2 separate regions of the Triticum aestivum genome follow, and region 2 is linked to region 1. A link is a contact called in public Hi-C data. All regions are on one chromosome and are shown on one strand. The core of a region is the stretch at or near the end of the contact, and the rest is flanking DNA. Distances in the headings are between cores, read along the strand shown. Region 1 holds the start of LOC123140265 (homeobox protein HOX1A). Region 2 holds the start of LOC123140281 (alpha,alpha-trehalose-phosphate synthase [UDP-forming] 1).

Region 1 (2,590 bases), core at 43-2,542:
GGAAGCGCCCTAGCGCTGGATCGAACCCCAGTTGCGATGTATTTTCTGTCTGTCTTTTTGAGATTTTGAAAACATTTCTTAAAAATAGTGAGCAGTTTTTAAATGCCGCAATTTCATTATATTCCTTTTTTAGAAGTGAAGATTATTTGAAATCCCACTTTAAAATTAAACATGAACAAATCCTGCAAATCCCGAACAGTTTTCCAAAGCACGAACAATTTTTCAAAAATTTAACCATTTCTGAGAAAACGAACAAATTACGAAAAATGTGAACCTTTTTTCAAATTTCCGAATATTTCCTGAGATCACGAACAGATTTTAAGTTCTGAAAAAAAATGGAAAACATGAACATTTTTTATGTTCAGAACAAAAAAGTTAAAACAGAATATTTTTAATGCAAACACAATTTGTATTGTATGCTAAATGCAAACAAAATTTGAAACATGGAAACATTTATTGTAAATTGCGAACAAAATGATGAAACCGCGAACATTTTTTTAAACATGAATATTTTTCTGAAATGGTTTACAAATTTTGAAACAAAAATAGTTTTTTAAACTACTGAACATATTTTGGACATGAACATTTTTATGAAATTATGAACAAATTTCAAAATAGGAACATTTTTTGAAATTCTTTAACTTCTTCGAAACACGAATTCTTTTCGAAACTATGAACAAAATTTTAAAAAGAGAACATTTTTTGAATTTCAAAAAAAATTAAAAACAAGAATTGTTTTCGAATTTCCTGAAGATTGTTTCAAACATGAACATTTTTTAAAAATTGTGAACAGAAATTGAAGACGATAACATTTTTTTAACTTTCATTTTTTTTAAATTTCTGAACAGAAAAAACAGGAAAAAGAAAAATACGAAAAAGGAAAGAAAAACAGAAAGAACAAAAAAGAAAAAAGAAAAATTAAAAAAAAGCAAAAAAAACCCGGTTCAGGATCCTTCTAGAAGGTTTCCAAAACCGATAAAAACCGGCTGGGAATCTTTGGAAGGTTCCTAAAACCGGAAGCGCTGTTACAGGGTCACGGGCCGGCCCAGTTTCAGCGCTCGATAACCAGCCTGTGCGAAAGATCGACAGTTTGACGCAGTATGCGTCAAATAGGATATTCCGCTAAAGGCGCCGAATAGGGTTTGCCATTCTCTTGGTAGGCCCAAACAGCTACCCCTCTCATGAGGACAAGTGGGCCGGGCCGAGAGGCCATACGCCACCTACCGCGGGGCCGTTTTGCCTAAAGAAAAAAACCCTACCGCGGGGCAGTTTGGGAGCAGCGCCGCGCACCTCGTGTCTTTTATTTTCAGTCTCCGCTCGCCTCCAATCGCTCACGTCACTCCGTCCGCGCGAGGAAGCGGCCCGTCGTGCAGTGCTTCGCGACAGACCATCACCGCCTCGCCGGGCGGCGGCGGACGCTAGCGCGGTGAGTACCCGGTCCGCCTCCCTTCCTCCCCGCTCCGCCCCGTCCCGCCCCGCTCCGCCACCCGCGCCCGACTCCCTCGACCCTGTCTCTTAGTTCCCCCCGCGGCCAAATCCAAGCATTCAAGCTAGATTTCGCGCAGCGGTGGTTTGCGGCGCCCTAGTCTCCGCCAGGGCGGTGGGTCTGGGGGCGATTCGTGCGCTGGTGTTCGGTAGTTCTGGGTTTGAGTCGTGGTTGTGCGGGCTTCGTGATTCAGCGTAGCGGTGGTTGATGGATTGGTTCGGGAGTTCTGTTTAGAAGAGGGGGCGTGGTTTCTAGGGTTTTGATGGTTCGCTCATGCTAGATCAGGCAGTCGGGGCTCTGTATCTGGTTGATTCGGCTGATTGCCCAACTGGAAATCATAATTGCTTGCCATTGCCCCCTTGGCCCTTGGGTAAACAGAGAAGTTCGGCTGATTTCAACTATAGATTGCGTGAGATGAGCTGTTCAAGTTCTGAGACGGCTTCATGGATAGTGCCAACTGCGGAAGTTGGTCACTGTCTGTAGCAAATTACAGAAAGCTGTAGGATTGAAAATGGTACCCTCCGTCCCATAATATAGCGTTTTTGACACTACACTAGTGTCAAAAAGACTCTTATATTATGGGACGGAGGGAGTAGTACATTGCTGATATTGCTGGCCAGGTGTGTGCTGGTATAAATTATTGTCATTCAGAACAAGTCACCTGTCTTGGCAGCAGTAGATCTGATTTTTAACGCCCATTCATTGCAACAATGTGCTATATAGATGTGTGTGAATCGCTCTTAGGCGTGTACCATTCTGAAGATAACTTAGTATGAAGCACATCTTGTATTGGTAATGGAATGAATGTACTGGCTTTAAAATTTTTGAAGATGCAAAGTTAGCTATCAATGCTTGATAAGTTATATGTGATCAGTTCTTACAACCACAAATGTTGATTATACTTTGTGTACTTGCTGCAGGTGCTGGTTCATTTGGTGCAACTACGTACAGATCCATATTCTGTTGCGACTGCGCTCTGCAAGAAGACAATTTTCCGAAGCCGTCTTCTTTCTTTTACTAGAATATAAAATAATTTCTGGCCGCCATCAGATGGACAAAAGCAATACTTCTGGCTGTGCTGAGGACACTATTGAGACTCGGAGT
Region 2 (2,590 bases), core at 37-2,536, 400 kb before region 1:
TCAACAAGAACCCTGCCTAGCAACCACTGCAAAGATGGCGATTCACCATAAAAAACAATGCCATTCCAGTGCTTCCACAACTCCCAAAAGGCCAGTGTGAGCAAAGCTCGCAAATCCTTGTCATGCATGCCTTGGACGCACTTGCCAGGATCCAAATAGGGAGGGTGCTTGTCTGCGTGGGGGTCTAGTCCGGCTTGTCCAAAGTTGTGCACAGCTGTAACCAGAAGGCTCTCGTGAAGACGCATTGCAACATGATATGACTTATGGTTTCATCCTCCTGGTTGCAACGTGGGCAAGTATCCTGATGCGGCAGTCCACGTCTAGCCAAACGATCGGAGGTCTAACAACGGTTCTTCATGGCGAGCCAAACAAAGAACCGACACTGCAGGGGGGGGGGGGTGTCTAGACTTCCACGTGAAATCAGCCATGGGGGCAAGTTGTCTTCCCATGAACAACGTTGCGTACGCCGATCGAGCAGTGTAAGCGCCACCCGGCTCCCAAGCCCACTTGATGACATCCGGAATCCCAACTTGTGTTTGTATGTTTCCATCGCGTTGCCATAATACCATGAACTCCATGAGGGTCGGTGCATCCATGTCCGGCCCCACGTCGTTGCCCACATCCATTCTCCAAGGCCTCATGCATACATAGTTGTGAGCGCACACGAGGGATACCATTCTCCCCGACGTTGAAGTACTTTGATGGATGACACAACGGTGACTTTGCACACGTGAAAGCACAGTAAAAAAATGTTTTCTGGAAGAATAGCAAATAAATGAATAAGGAAGAAACTTACTGCAAAACATGAAAACAAGAATATGAAGACAAACTATTGTACAGAGAACTTAAGAAATATGGAAAATATGGAATTTTAAAAATAGAAAAGGATTCCTAGGAATGTTCATGAACGAACACGAATTATGGTTGAGTACATTGCTTACTTTTTATTTTTTTGCATTATAAACTATAAACTATGATTTTAAAAACGGTATTTATGTTTTCATTTATAGGAGTCACATATTTCTCTAGCTTATATAGAACATTTTTATGGTATCCCTTAAAAAGGTACATTGTCATGTATTTCCTTTCTCTTCTACTAGTCTACTAGAGAATTCCATTACAAGAGCAAACTAAAAGCAGGGCCAGGAATACACGATGATTTACACTAAACACCTCTAGGCCCGAAGAGTTGCAGCCCTGAGGGGCAGGAGGGGCAATTTCACAAACATGCGCGGCTCGTTCCTTTTTTCTTTCTTTATAAATACGGTTCGTGTATTGGCCGAGGGGGAGGTGCCGCTAGCTGGATCCCAGCGATCCTATAAAAAGGTGCCAATCGCCCCCACCCCGACCTGCACACATCGCTCGTGCTCTCAAACAAGAGTGCGAGTTCGAGGCATGACGGCCCTGCTGCATGTTGCATGAGGTACCACCCCCCTTCCCCCCTCTCTCCCTCCCTAGTGTGTTCTGTTCTGCTAGTCTGTTGCAGTCCCCTCCCATCCCCCGGACTCATCTCCTCTCTTGTTATCACCAGCCGGCCGGAGTCGGATCCCATTGCAGCAACGAGCCCAGAGCAGCGCGAGGCGGCGACCGATCTGGGTGAGTTGTTCATCCGTACCACGTTCCTTTTTTTTTCTCTCGTTTCGCCTGTGCGGCGCCGCCGCCTCGTTTGGATGGATCCCGGCCGGCGGGCAGGGCGGTTCCCGCCGATCTCATCGGGGACTAGTAGATTAGATTGGCAGCAGTAGTTCCGATGCCGGGGGCATGGCGTGACCAGGGTGGCCGGTCCGTATGGGCCGTGAACGCCATCACGATCCGGCCTTCTCCGGGTCTTGTAATCGCATTCGATTTCTGTTGTAGAGATTTTTTTTTTGGCTAAGCTTATTTTCCTGTTGTTAGTAGTAGAGTTTTTTTTAAAAAGTTTTTTTTAGGGAAAAATAGAACGGGAACGTGATTACGGTTTTTGCGCTTGAAACTTTTTGTGAAAACAAAAAGGGGGAGGAATTTGGGGGGCGTGTGTGTATGACGAACGGTGGGCGTAATAAAAGAGGATTTTCTGCGGCCCGGCGCGCTTGACTAGGCCCGTGCTCCTGGCTGACGGCTATCCCACTGACGCAAGGGCCCCACCCCGCGCCGTTTTAACAGGGTCCGTGGCGAGCGAGCCGCTGCGCACACGAGTCACACAACGCAACACGGGAGCCAGCGCGAGAGGAAAAGCAGCGCAATTAAGGCCAGCCGCGCCTCCTCCTCGGGACGCGCGCGCTCTCGCGGGCGGGAGACAGAGCCGTCGCCGTTCGCCGTTCGTCGCTCGCCGCCGCCCGCCGCCGCCCGCCGCCCATGAGTGATGACGGGCCGTCTCGTTTCTCCGCCGTGTCGCGCCGCCGTCGCTCACCGCGTGCGCCCGCCTAATGCTGCAGGCCGAATCAGCCGGCGGGGGAGTCGTCGCGGCGGTCCATGAGCGCTGACGCCGCGGGCACCAACATCATCAGCAGAAGAAGAAGCAGGCTGGGCGACGAAGCCATGCCGACCCCGTCCTCCAACGCCCCCGACTCCTCGCCCTTCTCCAACGACGGCGGCGCCTCGCCGAGCGCCA

What was found. Hi-C and Micro-C count contacts between places; a contact is called where the count stands out from the background.
Region 2: a contact with region 1 is called in a Hi-C map of leaf, with 5 times the contacts expected there. The contact joins the promoter of LOC123140281 here to the promoter of LOC123140265 in region 1. A contact is called at or near these places in 2 of 5 Hi-C or Micro-C datasets (both in leaf) and 1 of 1 datasets of contacts at active chromatin or transcription factors (leaf).

The regions. Positions count from the first base shown.
Region 1 is chr1B:588,741,375-588,743,964 of IWGSC CS RefSeq v2.1, reverse strand. It overlaps LOC123140265 (homeobox protein HOX1A), which reads left to right and starts at 1,292. Exons shown (of 12, transcript XM_044559905.1): 1 at 1,292-1,426; 2 at 2,407-2,590. The coding sequence starts at 2,537.
Region 2 is chr1B:589,139,486-589,142,075 of IWGSC CS RefSeq v2.1, reverse strand. LOC123140281 (alpha,alpha-trehalose-phosphate synthase [UDP-forming] 1) reads left to right here and starts at 1,286. Exons shown (of 19, transcript XM_044559906.1): 1 at 1,286-1,423; 2 at 1,532-1,596; 3 at 2,415-2,590. The coding sequence starts at 1,412.